Linked DNA regions of Zea mays: region 1 is linked to region 2. A link is a contact called in public Hi-C data. All regions are on one chromosome and are shown on one strand. Each heading gives the region's core, a stretch centred on a gene start, on an enhancer-like site or on the middle of the called end of the contact. The rest is flanking DNA. Distances are from core to core; before and after follow the strand shown.

Region 1 (4,750 bases), core at 2,019-4,518, 53 kb after region 2:
GTATACTTCAGCCTGATAAGTCCACCTTCGTCAGCCTCTTTTATGGTCTCTTGTGGCATTTCCCATTTTTCCGCGAGCGGCCATACTCTGAAGGCAATATGCTCTTGGACCAAATCTCTTGTTCCAATAAAAGAACAAATAACTCCGAAGGCTCTCTGGCATTCTTCGGCGGCTTCATTCATCTCAACCTTCGGCCTTCGCAGGCCGAAACTTTGCCAAATAGGGCGCATAATTATACCTTTAATGTCTTCCCGTGCTTTCAGGTCATTCTTCACATAAAACCATTCTGTCGTCCAGTCGCCGGGCCATCTCTTCCGAAACGTTGGCACGGGGCAGCTTGACCCAGACCGAGAAACGAAACTGTAGCAGCCAAAATTATTGTGATACTGTTCCTTACCCCAGGGTTTTGTCTCGTATGATAATTCGTGTATGTTGCAGAAACTTTTCGCATCAGGTTCCAGACCCTGGCTTCTCGCGGCCCACACGAAGATATTTAGCCTTATAATTGCTTCGGGGGTAAGTTGATGAAGATAGACTTCAAATATTTTCAGCACTTCTACGACAAAGCTGCTCAGGGGAAATCGTAGTCCAGCTTTCAAAAAGCTTCGGAACACTACAACTTCACTTTCCTCAGGGGTCGGACAAGTTTTTTCTCCTTCGTCAGCCCTCACAACGGATAAATCCCGGAAGTACCTTCCCCTCATGTTGACAAGATGATTTTCTTTGATACCTGACTTGCCAAAAACTGAATGGCTTGGTCGCCAGGGGCGATCTTCGGAGTCTTCACCACCACTATCCACATCATAACTGTCGCTGTCATCAGTATCTTCAGACAAACCTTCTAAAATTTCTTTGGTGATTTTTTCTGTATTGGTCTTCGACATTGCTATAAGAAACCCCAGATTCTTCTCTTCATCGAGACTCAGCTTCATCTCAGCAGCAGCCTTCTTATCTTCAGACATCTTCGGAGACACTAAAAAACTGTTTTCAGCTCCGAAGCTTAAAAACTTAAAAAGCTAAGCAAATCTTGGTACGCAAGAGCTAAAAATTGAGTGAGCGAGAACAGCTGGCAAGAGAGCGTGCCAAATGAGCTCGCAGTATGCTCTTATTTATACGCCCAGTGCGTGAAAGATTGAAAGCCCCCGCCTGTCAGTGAATGTTGCTATTCTAGCAAAGGGAAGGTGTTTTTGCGGACCTTCGGCTTAAAGCCTTCGTCCATGTCGCAATCTGAATTTATCGATTTAACAAATTAACATTGCGAGGGGCTACTGTTGGGGGCCTTCGGCTCCGAAGGTCCTCAAAAACAGGATTTAACAGCGTTTCTGGAGTATAATGTGTGAACAGGTATCTTTGGACCCGAATCGGTACCACAGTGGGAGAAGCTCAAAGAATACGAAGGTTGATACAGCGTCGAAGGAGTGAGCAGGAAAGCTTCGGCGTGACTGCAGAAAAGGAAACCGACTTAAAGATGAAAAGGCTATTTAAACCTCGGTGGATTACTATAGAACTACTACCAAATGTAAAGGGCATGGATGTAATTTTATATGGGTTGTGTTCCATGCCTATAAATAGGTGAACAGTACCCCCGTACTGTTCACGCTGACTTGGCATTTGCTTTTTGTGTCACGCTTGTACTTTTACTTCCTTCCAAACTGAAGGTACATCTGTAACTTGATGTCGTTTTTATTCTTTAATAATAATAATACAGAAATGAATTGATAACAACATATAATTGTCTACATTTCACTTCATATTCCATATTTCATATGCTTCTTCTTTTATTTAACATATACTGCGATGATGAAGGTATGTCTTTCATGGCCTTCGTCTGAAGATCATTATATCCTAAGGGAAATAATGCTTCGAATGACGAAGGGTATTAACATTTAACATCTTGTGTTGCCTTGTTCTTAATTCATAGTATTTGAGAACAAGTCCCCAACATTTGGTTTTGTCCCGTTAACACATGTGAAGATTGATTAAAAAAAGAGTATATATAGGTACATGTGTTCTTTTTTTATGTGATAGTTTCTTCTATGTAAATATTGCATTTTTTAGGACCAAAAAAGATCTTTAGTTAAATGCATGGAGGCCTTATTCGAGTGAAACAATCTTAAATTTATATCATTTTTATTTGGGTATGTAGTTAAATCTTCTATAAAAAAAGACAGTGTACGATTAATTTATATGGCACTTATTGCATCTCATAGCATTTAATATTCTGTTACATATATTTGTTTAAAATCTAGATTGTTTGACTCCGTTACATGCGACAGACAAGATCCATTATTCATGCATGCATGTGCCATTATTAGAAGTGAGGAGGAGAGCTCTGCAGACCGAGCAACTACATAGAGATATCCGCTCAGAGAGGCTCCAAAAATAATCGTTGCGTTTTGAAATCGTTGTCACCAGACAAAGATCCATTCAGAGTCCTAACATAATTGTGTTTCTAAAATATAGATGAAAACGTAATATATTATTGAGAAGTCACACATGTGTACCTCTCGATCAATAGAGGTGTAAAACCATTGTATTTTGAAAGGAGAGAAAGTAGAGACAGAGAGCGAGAGAGAAAAACAGGTAGAGTAAGATGATTCTGTTTCTAAGAATAATTGTGCTTACATTTTATTTTTTTGATTTTAGAACAGATGTTAAGCTATGTAAGTATACGAACGGAGCGGTGCATAAGTGTATACTATGCGGTTGAATCGATGACCTGAGAGAAGGCTGAGACCGACCGTACCGGGCCCTTTCTGACTGTTCCCTCCCCGATGCAGTCAGTCCTGTCCTGCATGCTGCGCGGCGGTTGCACGCAAAAGTGAAAGGCATCCACGCCTATAGTAGTCGCGCGCAGTCCAGCCAGCATTACTGCCTGCCTCCACCAAACGAGATATGCATATGCAGATATGCTGCTGCGATCGATCTGCCAATGCATGCAGAAGCCAACAAGAGGTGGGGTGGGGGTTTCATCAGTCATTCGTTCAGTCGTCAGTCGTCACCCATCCATCCATCCATCAGCTGCATGTATGCATGGGGAAGGGCTGGCACTGGCAGCTCGCTTCACATCGATCGATGGCATCGGTAAAGCTATCGCAGGCTTTGCAGGGTGCTGGTGTTCACAGGAGTACTCCAGTCTGCAAGCCAAAAAGCCACCAATTAATGCACATGCACCGTCGTCGATCAACATGTGGCGGTGCATCCGTGCATGCCATGGACAGGACGCACGCGCACTGCGCCTGCGCGGCATGGCCTGCGCCCTGCGACGATGATCAAATCCAGAGCATTGGTGGGTGGGTTGGGTGTACGCACGGCAGGGTCTCAGAGTGGTCCGTACTCCGTAGAGCTCACTGATGTGCTTTTCGAGGCCGGGCTGACCAGCACGCATGACGCATGTACGCCATTGTGTGCTGTGTAGTAAACCCTCAGCTCCAATCCTAGCTAACTACAGCCGCGCGAGCTCCGAGCTACACTATACGGAGTACTACCGGAGAGATCGCGATCGCTCTGACCGGGCCCCGGCCTGCAAATGTACGGGCACGTGGCATGCATGCATGGATTGTCGCGTAGATCGAGCAGCAGCGATCAATTGTTGATCCGGCAGCGGGTGTCAATTATTGTCACCGCCGGCGTACTCCTTCAATCAATTCGATTCGCAGCTATTACTACTACTCCTACGTGTGTATGGGTGGGGGCGGCTTTGTCAAAAACATCTCGCGCGTGATCGCAGCAGACCACGCACCCCGGACCCCGCCCCAGTACTGGCAGATGCGTCCGTGCATGGAGGGAGGGCCAGGGCAGGTTCGGACCGCACACCGACGACGGAGAGCTAGGCTAGCGGCCTGTGTCGTTGTAGCTAGCTCCCCGTGCTGCCGCATGCGGGCGCGCGTCGCCCCGTTCGTGGGGCAGGTGCGGCGGGCTCCACTGCTCCACCACACCAGCCGCAGCTGGCTGGCCGGCCCTCCCGACACTACACACCAGCGGCGACTGCCCAGGCACGCGCGGCGGGGTCCAACGGGCGGGCGGGCGGGCCGGCCGGTGCGCGCCTTCATGTTGGCGAGGACAAGCTGCGACAAGCGTACGTACGTACGTACGTAAGCGCAGGTGCAGTCGTGCAGAGATGTACGTACGTACGTGCAGTAGCCCTGCCCTGGCTGAAGGCGCGCGCGCGCCATGGACCATGGTGACTGACAACTGAACGCAGCGGCAGGCAGCACCCCTGTGCCGGCCGGGTTGGCGTTTTCTGCGTGGACGTGCTCGCGCAGACCGGTGGCCAGGGCTGTGTGGGTGTGGCCGTGCCGGTAGCCATGCACGGACTGCGCGCGCTATATTCATCAACGTGCTGCTGCGTACGCGCACGGCCTGCTGGTCGCGTGTGGTAATAATTCGGGTGCTGGAATTTGATCGTGACTCTGATGCAAATAAAAGACGCCTTCTGATCCGTCGTCACGTCAGATGGGTGATGATGCTCTGCTCAGCTGTAGTAACGTGGGGGTGGGAGACAAGAGGACACTGTGCTTACCACCGCTGTTTACTTTGCTCGTTCCAACTTCCACTGTCCAAAGTATACAAGGAAATAAATCACCTCTTGACTCTTGTTATTTACTATATATATATATATATATATATATATATATATATATATATATATATATATATATATATATATATATATATATATATATATATATATATATATATATATATATATATATATATATATATATATATCATTCTCTCCCCATTGATA
Region 2 (4,667 bases), core at 77-2,576:
TTTAGCAAAATTAGCTAACTTAGCTCAAATCTAGGAAAATAATCATTATAGTTCAATTGTAGCGAAACTTAGTGATTTTAGCGAAATTTAGTCAATCTAGCTCAAATTCAACCAAATTTAGTCAGTTTAGGTGAACCACATCTATCCCTAGTTGATGTAACTCAATTCTAACTAATTATAAACAATAGAGTTTTTAGACTTCACCATAATTACCCGCACCTGGAGACGCTAATGCCAAGGGTCTAACTTATTTGTCAACTAGTTGTTCAACTACACTCTAGGTAGCGGTGAGAACTCTAACCAACTGATGATTCCAAGTTCAGACTAATTTGATGTATGGATATTTGTACTTATTCTATTGTTTAAAATGGTTATTCCTTGAATAACTATTGATACTTTACGACTCATATGATGTGGATGATTTATGTAATGGATAGATACGATGTAGATGATTTGTGTGATGTTGTATTGGTACTAATGTATTTGATGTGGGTGGATATATGTGTTTGTGAATGTATTTGATGTAGATGAATATATATTTATTATGAATGGATGCATACTATAACTTCGACGATCCACAACCCGGTCGCCGATAGAAAACCTACGTACAACATTATAATATACACCCTAAATAGAATCATAATTACTGAAATAAAATTGCAACACAAGTTAGCATACCTCCCATGTGGCACACCTTCACCAGCTTCATAAGCAGTCGCAGTATTGTCATCCAGTCCACGTCATGTACACATTTATATTGCAACATTTCAATAAGCGACCCAACAAAACATTAATTTCAATTGAAATAAAAAATACATTTAAAGCCAATATTTATACTTACCAACTTTTCTGCCGCATTCTCGCCGCACAGAATCTCCTGGTGATATGGATTTGAACCTTTATGCCTCTTGATACAAACTTTAACAACCGAAGGCTGACACCATCTCGAGAAGCCTGCAAAGGACCACAGCGGCACTGGGTGGAGCACGGTGGCGCTCCCGACATGCTTGGTGCCGATGGTATGAATTAGAAATGAGTGAAGGGAGGAGTACGACACAGGGAGGAGAACAACAGGCGTGCTGGCAGCGCTATGCACGGTGGCGCTCCCGACATGCTTGGCACCGGTGGTATGGATTAGAAACGAGTGAAGGGAGGAGTACGACACAAGGAGGAGAACGACAGGCGTGCTGGCAGCGCTGTGCACGGTGGCGCGACGATCGACTTGGTGGCGACAGGCTAAGTTAGAAACGAGCGAGCAAAGACGAAGAACCGAGCGCACGCCCGACCTAGTCCAAAACTTAAGAACAGCTGACACTCTAACTGACATACTTAATATCTTTAGAACGTCGATCCCGATAGACTAATAGAACCGACGCTTTTCTCGGTTTTCCTGTAGTGATTACAATTTACTTTTCTAGTTCTGATTTTTATTCTAATTAAGACAAGATACCGATACAGTTAGGGGTGAAAACAAAAATGATAAATTTCGATTACCATGAGTCATTTTCAATTTTTTACCAAAATTCAGGTCTAAATGGAAATGAAAACAATTATTAAAAATATGGGAAAAAAATTGGTAGAAAAAATTCGGAAACGAAAATGGTTTGGGTCTCTTCCGACCTTTTCTGGAAATCACACTATTTATTCGGTATTTTACCGTCAGTAACAAATTTGGTAATTTGTTCGTTAATTTCTCAGAAAAATATTAAATCTAAACTGACCTTTGTAAATCCATAATAAACTTGTATTAACTTAGAAAAATATGAGACCAATTTTATTATTTTCCTAAAATCAAGATCTATATAATGGTATATAGTTTAGAGTTGTTTGAAACTTTTATAAATCTTATTTATAGTTTTATTTTCAATTATTACTCTTGATACATATATTCATAATTTGCACGAGAGCCTGAAGGGCTAGGATGATACCAATTATGTTGACTTTCTAACTATATGTATGTGGGCACGGTGCTTGTCTTTTGTATTTGTGAGATATTGCTTTAATGTTTTGTGAGATATGATTTAATCTTCATGAATTTATGAACACTTATATATTATTACTAATTTTATGTGGACGTACGACTTGTGTGAATTTTAGAAGTCAATTGAGGGTACATATCACGATTTTTACTGGTGTATTTTATATTCTGGCCATAACCGATGTGTTTTCCATCCTAAGCTTTCGTTTCTGATGTTTATAAATTACCGATGTCGTTTCCGTTTCCAGAGTTATCATTTTCGATTTTGTTTCCATGAAAAAAATGAAAATGTAAATAGTTTTAGTATTTACCAACCGTTTCCGACCGTTTTTACCTCAACCTATAGTGACATTTTTTGCTATGAAAGTAATTAAAATTAGTAGTACGCCTATAGTAATTGCCACATATAGATATGGTTTCCCATGGGCGGAGAGAAGACAAGTGGCAGAACCAGAGACCATCAGCGACGTGCCCGCCCCACTCCAGCACCACCACAAACACATGAAAAACTTTTTATAATACCTAGATTTTTTTTAATTTACTGCACATCAAAATATCAATATATCTATTTTTATCCTCATATTACTATTTCTATCCAATTTATAATTCATTTGAAGTTTTTTTTACTAAATTTGAATGGCTCGTCTTTTTTTTTGCGAAAAATGGAAATTTTAAAGTAACATTTAAAATATATTATATGCTAAACGATAGCACGGTAAAAAATATTATTACTATTGCATTTTTTAAAATAAAATGAACTGTCAAACTTGGCGTAAAATGTCAAACGCATTATAAATTGGAAGCCGGAGTGAGTATGATTTTTTTATTTTACACACACCACTTAGAAGTGTCATGATAATTGTGTCCCCTTAACAAAAAAAAATGGCTGGTTCTGCCAGCGGAGAGAGGACAGGCAACTACTGAACAAAACGATAAATGAGGTATGGACATGCCATGGTCAGATGGGTTAGGCATGCATCTTATATTGAACTTTATTTGCAGTGCCAGTAGTTACCAGTCGTTATTAGCTTTTTCTTATTGCGACATGTCAATGACATACTATAGCTAGGCTGCTTATTTGGACCTTTCAACTGAATCCACATTATTGTAACACAGTTTCAAGCTAATCCACTACATCATTGGACTAGCTACGGTACATGTACATGTGACGTACGCAATCAGTACATCTGTATTTTATAGATGTCGGCTTAAATTAGAATTGCACGCACAGAGGAATTAATGTCTGAAATGGACGTATAATACTAAGGGACGACGTCGACGACAGCAGCTAGCTCCACTAGTTTGAATAGAATCCTGAGACGGACATATGCATGCATGCCGCTAAGAAAGTAAGAACAATAAATTTCCTGTCTTGAAGACGACGGCCTGATGATGCCGTGGGCGTGGTACATGTTGAACAGTAGTCGTTATGCGCAAGAGAGGATGCGTGACAGCTTGGAATTGAAGATGGACGCAGCTGAGGCATGGTGGCTGGACGTAAAGCCGTGTACGTCGTGGATAGGGAGAGCACATCACTGTCACCATGTCAAGACGAACAGACGATGGATCCAAGTGGTGGACATGTACAACCGGCGTCGCCGATCGGCACGAAAGGCACCCCGTGGACATGTACAGGACAGCACACGAACACGACACCGGCCGGGGGCCGGCCGGGGTTAGCTTTCCGTTCCAGCACTACAATGCCGGCCGGACAGAGCCTGGAAAATGTGGCCCGCCGGCGCCGGGCACGTAAACATCACACGATGAGAAAAGATATATACTAGCCGTTAATTAAGTGACAAGGACGTCAGGCATTAGATTAATTGGTGTCCATGCTGCTAGTGCTAGCTATATACTAGTTAGCTAGGAATTTATTAATGGATGTAGGTCATCGCATCTGTGGCAAAATCGTCTTGTTTAGTGAGAGGATATCCTGACGACGTGTTAGCCAAGGCGGCCAACTAATGGCTGCTGCTTTTCCATTTGTCCTGCCGCATGCTCTACTATCTTTCAGCATTACGTTTCTGACCAAAAACTCCGGCCCTCTACTATTCGTTCGCTTGGACCTGATTCACGGCTAGGTCACAGTCGTGATCACCAATTCAACTGTTCGCTGCCACGCATCACTAATCCAAACGGATTAGCACGAGAGAATAATACCGTATTGCTGAATAAATATTTTTTTCGAGTTGTCTTGAGTGATTAAAAAAAACTTTGATGAATAATACAAAAACTTTTAAAACAAATCCCAAGCCAGAAAAATCTTTGGTTTGGAAACAAACCAATTAAGGCCTTGTTCGGTTAATCCCGTTACATATGGATTGGACGGGATTAGAAAAAATTGTGAAGAAATTTGACTTGCTTGGGATTTAAACTCACTCAATCCCACTCAATCCATGTAGATTGGGTGGGATTGAGTATGTTTCAATTCCAAACAAGTCAAAATCTTTCATAATTTTTTCTAATCCAATCCAATCCACACGGAATAGGAATAACCGAACAAGGTCTAAAGATTTGTTGTACATGAATTCATGTCTACTCATTGGATAGCTTTATGCATGCCTCACCACACTGATTGGATTACATATTATATTTTACAACATTTGTTCTACAAGTATTTTGGTTCTTTATTTTTTCTATAATCATTTATACCTTAAATCATTATAGATCTATAAGATCGATGTATTAA

What was found. Hi-C and Micro-C count contacts between places; a contact is called where the count stands out from the background.
Region 1: a contact with region 2 is called in a Hi-C map of tassel, with 2.6 times the contacts expected there. The contact joins the enhancer-like site here to the promoter of LOC118476237 in region 2. A contact is called at or near these places in 4 of 25 Hi-C or Micro-C datasets (bundle sheath, ear, leaf and 1 more).

What each region holds. Positions count from the first base shown.
Region 1 is chr2:63,085,908-63,090,657 of Zm-B73-REFERENCE-NAM-5.0, forward strand. No RefSeq gene overlaps it. Among protein-coding and RNA genes, the nearest start is that of LOC118476237, 52 kb to the left of the region's middle. Within about 2 kb of position 3,269, at least 19 of the 20 cell types and tissues checked have an H3K27ac peak or open chromatin away from gene starts, as enhancers often do. A contact at or near this core is called in bundle sheath, ear, leaf and 1 more, where this site is marked.
Region 2 is chr2:63,034,511-63,039,177 of Zm-B73-REFERENCE-NAM-5.0, forward strand. LOC118476237 reads right to left here and starts at 1,327. Exons shown (of 3, transcript XM_035965062.1): 1 at 842-1,327; 2 at 679-703. The coding sequence starts at 1,327.